Regions from separate parts of the Ovis aries genome. Here region 2 is linked to region 1. A link is a contact called in public Hi-C data. All regions are on one chromosome and are shown on one strand. The core of a region is the stretch at or near the end of the contact, and the rest is flanking DNA. Distances in the headings are between cores, read along the strand shown. Region 1 holds the start of TIMP3 (TIMP metallopeptidase inhibitor 3). Region 2 overlaps SYN3 (synapsin III).

Region 1 (4,677 bases), core at 857-3,356:
CCGAGGTCTTTTTGTTTCTTTTTCGTTTTTGCTACCACAATGTTCTTGCCTTTTGGTATTTCCTGGTAACTTCGCTTTTCTCTGGGCAGTCAATTGAAGAGGGGGTTGTGGGAAGATTTCTTACTAAAATCCAGAGAAATTACAAGAAACTTTCTGTATCAGTCCCAGACACATAGCAGGAAACCTAAGCAGTGGTTAGGCGGGGCCACTATCGGAAGTGGTCTCCTTGCTCCTGTTTCCACTGTCCCCTGGCGAACTTCCAGGGTAGAAACCTAAAAGCCAAGGGCAAGGGGAAGGCATGAGGTCTCCCTCTCCACACACATCGGAAATCCAAGTGAACACGCCCAAACCACTGTCAGGTAGAGGACGACGCCCTGACTCCACCTGATGCCTGGACCCAAGTATGTGCTCTTCACTGAGAGGACCAGAGCCGCCACCCCCAGCAGTAGCTGCCAGCATCAGTTAGGTGGGAATGACACCCAGAGGGTGAGGAGGGACAGGCCAAGTGGAATTTGGGTGGGGGCAGTCAAGGGAGAAGAAAACCTTGCAGGCCTCTGGCAGCCCCGAAGAATCCTTCCCTGCAATCCACAAACCCAGGGGCCAGTCAGATTCCCCCAGGAGAAGGAAAGGGGCACAGCAAGGACCCCAGGAAGCCACTAATGTGGGTGACCCTAGGTCACACAAATACTCCTGCCTGCCAGCCAGACTGACCCAGTCACCACAGCCACCTCCCTCACATCTCCTAGGCTTGCCAGGCCCACCAGCAGCACCCCTCCCAGCCTCAGCTGCCTCCCCTGCCAGGTTCCTGCCTCCTCCCCCTCCTCCCCTGCAGCACACTTGTGGAGGCCCTCACCCAGGACCCAGTGGAAAATTTCTTTTCCTCTTTATGACTGTGCTTAAAACACACACGCTCCATTCTTCACCTCTGAATGGACACAGGCAGAGGGTGACTAGACTGTGTTGTACCCCACCCCCCGCCCGCATTTACACACACACACAGAGCAAGGGCCACTAGACTTGCAAGCTTTATGAGCTGGAAAGGAGAGGAGAGATGTTTTCCAGCTGCTGCTCCCCCTCTGGCCATCCAAGCACAAGTGTCCCGAACACTCTGAAACAAGTTCTCCCAGGACTCTAAAGGCCCTTGTCTCTAATCAAGACACTAAGTCCGATTTGGAATAGTCACCATGATGTGACCCTTGGCATCTTTGTTCTTTTGGTAACAAACCTGTTTTCCACTGCCGTGTCTCCCCCCACCCCACACACATTCAAGGAAAAAAAAAGCCTTCCTGTGAATTCTCACAGCTATGTGATAAGTGATCCCTCACACACGCCACCTCCTGCTTGCTATCAACACTTTCAAATACAGTTCCTTCGGGGAGGGTCAACCCCACAGATTCCTTCTTATTTCCCCCCTTAAATCCACCCAAACTTGGCAGTCCAAGAAGCTCAGTTAGCACTTGCCCAGGGATTGTGAGGCTGAGTTGGGTCTTGGTGAAAAGAATGAACATAGTGGGGAGATGGTGAAAACTCAGAAAACTACAAGTTTCTCCTGCAACTTTCCCCTGCACATGACTGGCAACTTTTTCTTTTTAATTTTTATTTTTTAAACTCATCATCATCCCAGCACTTTAGTTGGCATTACAAGTTTTAGAAATGCTCTCCCCATCTTTCTTCCCCAGACAGTTCTCCGGTGATAGTGAAAAGGGGAATTTTCCAGATGTCAAAAAGACCAGTAAGGACCTCACGCCCTAAAAGACCATGGCTACAAAGAGTTCACTCGGCCTCGGTGGGTTTCTCTGCGTCTACCCACCTCGGTCATGCTGAAGCATACCTCAGAATCTACCTCCACGACCTCCCCCCAAGCCCAGGCAATGGAAAGGATTGGGGGTTGGCGAGGCCACCCATAGCAGCGCCGGAGTCCCGGCTGCAGCGCGCGAGCGAACGGTCACCGCGGGGGCTCCGGCAGGGACCCCGGGAGCGCTTACCGATGTCTGAGTTGCAGAACGCGTCCTGGGGGTGGCTGGGCGAGCACGTGCACGCCTCAGCGCCCCAGTCCCCCAGGCTCCAGCTGCCCAGGAGCACGACGAGCCCGAGCCAGGGAGTCATCGCCGCTGCCGTTGCTGGGGCTGCTGCTCGCGTCTACAAAGTTGCCTTGCGCGCCACGGGCCGGGTCGCTGCAGCCTGCGCTCGCCCGCCCGCCTGTGGGGGGCAACTTTGGCTTGGAGCGCGCCGCCCTCCGAGTGCCCGGCGGGACGGGATGGAGTGCGACGGAGCTGCCTCGGCGCTGGCGCAGGACTGGGCGGGTGGGCAGTCTCTCTGGGCGGAGGAGCAGGAGCTGAGGGAGCAGAAGGAGGAGAAGCTGTCCGAGCGTCCGCCCGCTGCCCGCTCTGCGCCGCAGCCCCGCGGCCGAGTGATATAGCGCGGGTCCCCCCGGGCACCCCCTCTCGAGCGCGCGGGGCCCGCCGACTCCGACCAATAGCAGAGCCGCATTACCTCATCGGCCCTCCAAAAAGGGGGCGGGGCCGGGGGCGCGGGGCGACGGGGCGGGGCCGCCCGTCCCGTTCAGGTCCTTTTAGGGAATAATACAGCTGTGGGCACGCGAGTGGGTGGGCTGAACGCGCCCCTGCTACGCGCTGGCGCAGGGGCCCTCGGAGCGGCGCCCCCTTGCCCTCCTCGCCTGCAAACCCGCCATACGCCCACCCCGCCCTCTGGGCGCCTCTGACTCAAACCAAAATCAACTACCGCTCACCCCAGCACCAACCCCTTTGGCAGGTCAGAGGTGGCCTTGCCTTGGGGACCTTGACTGCGCCTGGTGGAAAGGATAAATAAAGGCTAACTGTGCCTTCTCTGGAGAGAGCCGGGTCAGAGGGGAAAGAACCAGGTTGCTGACAAATCCCCTATCCCTCAGCGTATCGCTGCTCCAGACTTTCCTGCTCAGTAGGAAGAAGTCGTTTGCCTTTTGGAACTGACTGTAACGAAAGGTTGTTTCCCGGGCTCAGCCGGAGTAAATCATGAGGCCATTCAACAGACATCGTTCTGGATTCTGGGATGAGCAAAACGAACTCTTTGTTCCCATGGAACTAGTAGGCAATACATTAGAAGATACATGAGTACATAGGGTGATTTACTAAGGTAATAGTGCCCTGAATGATGAATGATGGGTTAGAAATACTGCGGAGGGCGCTGCTGTCTACGGGATAATAAGCAAAATGGCTGAGAAGGTGACAGCCTGGCTGTGAACAAGAAGCCTCAGCCCTTTGGCAGCTGGGAGGAGATAACAGCAAGTGCAAAGTCCCTAGGCTTACTCGAAAAACAGTAAGTTAGGGCACGAGGAAATGGTAACCCCACCGAGGGCAGACAAGTCTCCATCCTTCAGCGAGGAATTAGAGGTGAACTAATTCCAACCGGAAATGAAACTAGATCCTGAAGAACTATCCAGGATTCAAGAACATGAGGAACAATGGATATCTGCTAAAAAACTGATACTATGACTATTTTTCTTATTCAGTAACCTCTTGAGCCTGCCTTATATTAATATTTTCCATACTTCACCTCATTACATCTCACAATGATCCTTTTAGATAGGAAAAACACAAAGTGTTATTCACACTTTCCAGATGAGGAAACTGTTGCAGAAAGATGCCATTACTTGGCAACCAGCCAGGAACTGAATTCTCTGATTCCTGCCTTAAGACAGGTGTTTATTTTCTTGGACTTTTTAGTGGCAGCTAGCTTTATCTGTGCAAGTGTCCTTTTTGCAGCTGGAATCTTCTTTCTATTCTTGCATCTTTCTCACTTTCTCACCCAACTCATCCCGTTTGGAAAGAGACTAAAGTGATTTGGCAATAAAAATGGTAAAAGTTTGGAACAAAAGAAGGATGAGAAGTGCTGCTCTGAAGTGCAAGTTCATCCTCTTTCTCAGAAATTCCTCTGTTTACACCTCAGAGAAGTGACACCAAAATGGCAGGAGCAGAAAGCTTCATTGGAAATGATATTTCCAAGAACATTTTTAAAGCTTCCCTTTCCCCCTTAAGAATTTAGCTGTAAGGAGAGGAATCTAGTTTCCACATTTTTCTGTCTTGTTTCCTCCCCAACTTTTAAGACCCTTCCCATCCTAACTTTGACTGTAGCCCCATCCAGAGAGAGCTTTCCTTCCCTCAGTGTTTACTTAGAATTTTGCCCCTTGTTCCATGAACTGTAGTTGTACTATTTCCCCAACCACACTAGAAGAAACACTTTGAAGCCTAAGATATTTGAGAAGGCTGCTTTTTACTCCTTAGGGTATAAATTAGGGTCTCAAGGGACACGGGTATGGGTGTGGCCAGAAACCCATTGAGTCTTGAGCTGTGGACACTTTGGAAGTCACTCCAAGGATCCAGGTTGAATGAGGGCATACTTGGTAGGATTTGAGAGTTTCATTTATCCCTGCACTGTGCCAGTCATGTGGAAGGTTTTATAGGCCTTTCCAGACCAAATCTACTTTGGATAAGCATCTTACGTGTTGAAGCATTCTCTTCACTCTCTCTCTCTCTTTTCTTTCTCACTTTAAGGTTTTGTCCAAATTACCAACAGTTTCTCCAAGGGAAGGCTTGCCTAGAAAATGAGTGTCAGAGAAATAACTTTTGCTGAATTTCAAGCAGCAGGTTCCTTATAGAAAACATCTGAAGCATATGATTT
Region 2 (4,677 bases), core at 1,244-3,743, 34 kb before region 1:
ACTGGATTTCTGCATGAGCAGGCCAGGAAACACAAAGGGGCCCCTGCTGACGTCTTTGTATGTGAGATGAAGGGGCCAGAGGAGGGAGGAAAGGAACACAGTCCCAGAAAGGTCGAGTTCCCTGGAATTTAGAAGTTATTGAAAAGGGAACACAAACAAAATCTGCATCTCACTCCTGCTTTCGTGTGTTTCAAATGGTGACCTCAATTTTAAACTTCTAAAAGGCAAAATTTAAGAGTCACTACCTGGGCACATGCCTAGATGTATTAATACATGTCATTTCTAATCCAACTACTTGTAAAGTCAGCTACTATCAATTTCTTCTAGTGGCAACGGCCACCTTGGGGAAAAGATAAGGATCATTTGGCCCAGGAAGAGCAAAGTCCCAGGACTGGCTGGTCCTTGAATTCAGGGCTGACTCACCTGGGGCTTGATGACCAACTCTGAAGGGAGATGCTGTTTGTGTGATCTGGGTTTTCTAGGAGGCCAGTAAGCCAGCTGCCCTGAAGTTCTCACCAAGCACAGTTAGAGTCACAGAGGCTTTTGCTCTGAGAATGCAATCAGGAAAGGAGTATCAATATCCCAAAGCACAGAAAGTGGGAAAGGTTGATCCTTCACCCCCTCATTCTCCCAAGAACACATAGCAGCAACAATCCCATCCTAAAGCTCCCTGGTTTACCAGCATTGACAGGATTATTTTGAGGAGCTCAACAATGTATATACTGCTTCCAGAGCTGGGACCCTACCTCAAGATCTGACCTCCGCAGCGTCCATCACCCCCATTGCATTTGCCTCACTACACTGGCCTGTCCTGTAATGCCCCTTGTCTCTGTGAGGATGACTTTCTCCCTGCGCATCTGTCCACACAATCTTTCTTCCTGCACAACGCACCCAGCTGAAATGCCACCTCCTCCTGGAAGCCTTCTGTCCTTCCCAGGCCACACCAGTCCCTCTTGTCTTCTGTTCAGCTTCTTTTCTTCCCATACAGATTTCCTAATAATCAGTTTCTCGGTGCTCACTGGCCTGCATTATTGAACAGTGGGGGCTGCATCTGGGGCTCCAGCACCAAGTCCAGTGCCTAGGATATGGCGAGGGTCCCCTAAGAATGTTTACTGAATGAAGGGAATGGATGACACTGCAGGAGGGAATCAAAGGTAATGCAAAAAGGGGAGATGGGGATGGGTTCATGTTTAGGCTGTTGGAGTGTGGGGTCCAGAGTCCCTGAGGGTCACCCAGATAAGAAGAGGGGTGCAGGGAAAGTGTGATCCAAGAAGCCACAATGAGACTCTGATCCCCAAATATTGAAGATTCACATCTGAAGAGGTGAGTCACAGGGTCCTGATACAGGAGACACTGGTTAACACGTCTCTGGAGAGGGTCAGCACCCAGACTCCACCCACAGATGACAGACCCAAGGCCTGGCATCCTAATGGAGGTCCTCCTCCTTTGTCCCCTTCTCTCTCCTCTTCCTCCTCTTCCTTTATTATGAATGATTGGAATTAATTCATTCACTCATGCTGTTCATTCAGATTTATTTGAGGGACTACATGCCTCGGGTCCTGTGCTGTGCCTGGGGTTCTGCAGTCTGCAGGGAGAGGAAGCCCCTATGTCATGGAAGCTTACTTCTATCTTGTGAGATGAGAAGCCAGGTGGTCCTAGTCAGAGAGCCATGGGGGCGTGCAGCAGACACACCCGGCCAAGTGAGGCATACTTTCATGCTTGGGGTGCCGACAGTCCCCTTCTGACCATGCTTTGCAGAGCAAGAGCCTCAGTGATCCTAATCATGCTTGGTGAACACTTCGAGGTAGTTGACTCACTGGCCTCCTAGAAACCCAGATCACACTAGCACCATCTCCCTTTGAAGTTGGTCCTCACTCCCCAAGTGAGTCAGCCTTGAATCCAGCCCTGGTGGTGCTATGAATATGTCTGGGGAAGGCATCCTGCCTGAGCTGGCATCTAAGAAGTCACCACAAGTCAGCCAAGAGAAAGAAAAGGAAAAGGTCTTCAGGTAGAGGTGCAGCCAGAGGCAAAGGCCTGGAGGCAGGAGAGCCCAGCCCATTACAGTGACAGAAAGCAGAATGTGAGACAAGGGGCAGGGGACAGTGAAATCCAAGAGGTAGGCAGGGACGTGGCTTGTGGGGGAGGGGAGCCTTGTTCCAGTACATGGCAATATCATTTCTCAGATGGGTTTTCACTCTTTGAGGGCAGTGATGAAGACGTATTACTTTGTCCTGCCAGCAGACCTCATGATAACATGGGCCTAAATGAGTAGGTGCCAGAGCCTCAAGAAAGACCTAGAAACAAGACTAAGCCTTGCTTGCCCCACTAAGCATCAGACTCACCAGTGAGCCCATTCCAGTTCACATCCTATCTGTGATCTTCAAGGTTAAAATTTAATGAATCTGTCTGCCCCACACCCTCCTTGCCAGCCCATTAACCTCTTCTGGGAGTTTTCCAGGGTGTTTTGTCAGGCTCAGCTCCAGTGTGTCCCAGAGTCCAGAATGCACACCAGCCTCTGGAAGGTTCTATCCCACTCAGTTCAGAGGTGCTGACCTGCTCACTGTCATGCAGGCACATGGGTGAGGGGTGCACAGAACACCCCCCACCCACCAAGTACTCCAGCCCTCCCCAGGGGCCCATGGGAAACTTTATACCACACAAGAGGCTACCAGAATAGCAGCCTGGTCTTCAACTATGGCCCCTTTGAAGCAATGCCCAGAAAAATACCGTGCCGACGAATGGTTCTCAGAACTTGGAGCTCTCAGGTCAGGTCACTTTGTGAGACCAGAACAGCTGGCAACATCTCAGGAGTTGTCTACAGTATTTATCTTACTTTCCTACTAATTGGGATGTGTTTGCTAGGAGAACTGGGCGACTCCAGGATAGGTCCTGGAGCAAGAAAGCCAAGGGACTGCCCTTGTTTGCACACCAGACCTGCAGATGGCTCTTTGCAGACAGCGAATCTGCCCCCAAAATGCATCAGAGGTGGGCAGAAGACTTTGTTGTGGTTTCAAGAAACAGCACTGTCTGCTCTCTGCTCCATCTCTGGGGACTATACAGCACAGATGCCGAGAAGACCCTGGTGCTTTTATACCTTACTCGTTGAGTAGATTGTAAAACAGTCACGGCTTCTCCTTGCTCTCTTCAGCTTCCCTAACTTCAGCCAGAAAGATTGTGGACCCAGATGGACACAGCTTGGAGGGTGGCACTGAAAGCACGTGTGCCCTTGTCCCAGTTCACTCAGAATCTTTCCTCCACACCCTCAGCTCACCCCAGAACCCAGGGGGAAGACCCTCAGACCAAATCAGGTGTGAGAAGGACTAGGCTATACCTCTTCATGCTCCAAGACAGTGATTAGGGACAGCTAAAGCGCAGGGAATAGAAAAAATGGCTAGAGATAAGATCTATGTGCCTTTTAAGGAGGCCAATCTCAGTTTTAAGAAGAGTTAAGTAGAGAATGTTAACTGCTGCCCTCTTTGGTCAAAGTGGGTAACAGCAGGATTACACAGTCTATCCTTGATATCTTTGAACAACCTGCCCTGGCCTAACAGTGTGATTGGGAGGGGTGTCAGCGGTAAAGAATAAGACCACCTACCCTTTGAACAGTGCTTGACCCTCTTGTTCATTCAATAAGTATTTCTTGAGTGACTACAACTTGCCAAGCACTGTGTCCCAGGTGGAAACACATAGGAAATAAAACCTTACAAATGTTATATCTAATCCTTAAAACTAACTTGCAAGATATACAGTATGATTTCTACTGGGTCAATAAAGAAAACATGACTCAGGAGAGATAAGAAATTTTTCAGAGGTCATATGGCTAGGAATTCAATCCACATACACCTAACAGAAAAGCTCAGCCACCTTCCTACAACCTGACATTGTACAAATCTGGATATTCACCCAGGAAGTCAGATGCATCAGAAATGCAGAGAAAATGAAAATCCTTAAGGCTGACTTATCAGAGAAGGACTTATATATAAGACAAGATGCTGAGAACTTGGAGGTGGGGTTAACTTCCCCAAACAGAGTTAACTTCCTAAAGCCTTATGGTTTGGGGGACAGGAACACTGGTTTGAGGACTAGGAAAAGTGGGAAGGAGGAATAAGCAAACTTTTCTGGATACCTCATCAATAGCCCTGGTCTAACCCTGCTCAGCTGCAAGGCCTCAGGTAGTGTCATTCCCTTTGCATAAGACCTTCTGCTTCCCTTTATCTGGAACTCCTATCCATCTTTTATATTTCAACTCAAAGGGCATTTTCTTGGAGAAAGCTTTCCCTGACCCCTCCCCCAACATCAGACCAAAACAGGACTCCTGTTAGACCTATCATAGTCCCTGGTATCTGAGTATATGTTTGTGCATTCATTTGAATATTGTGTCTTTCCACTCCTTCCTCTCCACCTCACTAAACTGTGCTGGGACCATGCCCTGTTTGGCTCACCATTCTATCCCCAACATTTCACAGCATGCCTGGAACATAGTAGGTGCTCAGTAGATAGTTGCTGGGTGAATAGGTGCTTGCATCTAGTCCTAGCTCCCACTACCCTTCCTCTGCTGTATAGCCATTCCACCCCTATAACTGGCTGTATCTTTACAAAGTCAGTTCCTCTGCCAGGAGTGACCAAGAAGAATGTTTGGTTTTGATAATGGAAAGAGAAGAAGAAGGGTGTTCCAGG

Evidence for each region. A called contact is a pair of places that touch in the nucleus more often than the background predicts.
Region 2: a contact with region 1 is called in a Hi-C map of liver, with 2.2 times the contacts expected there. The contact joins the enhancer-like site here to the promoter of TIMP3 in region 1. A contact is called at or near these places in 3 of 16 Hi-C or Micro-C datasets (hypothalamus, liver and tail adipose tissue).

Annotation. Positions count from the first base shown.
Region 1 is chr3:176,988,963-176,993,639 of ARS-UI_Ramb_v3.0, reverse strand. TIMP3 (TIMP metallopeptidase inhibitor 3) reads right to left here and starts at 2,106. Exons shown (of 5, transcript NM_001166187.1): 1 at 1,986-2,106. The coding sequence starts at 2,106. The region is part of intron 6 of SYN3 (synapsin III); the gene reads left to right.
Region 2 is chr3:177,023,462-177,028,138 of ARS-UI_Ramb_v3.0, reverse strand. The region is part of intron 6 of SYN3 (synapsin III); the gene reads left to right. All of the region lies in intron 1 of TIMP3 (TIMP metallopeptidase inhibitor 3), which reads right to left. Among named protein-coding and RNA genes, the nearest start is that of TIMP3, 34 kb to the right of the region's middle. Within about 2 kb of position 2,493, at least 6 of the 54 cell types and tissues checked have an H3K27ac peak or open chromatin away from gene starts, as enhancers often do. A contact at or near this core is called in liver, where this site is marked.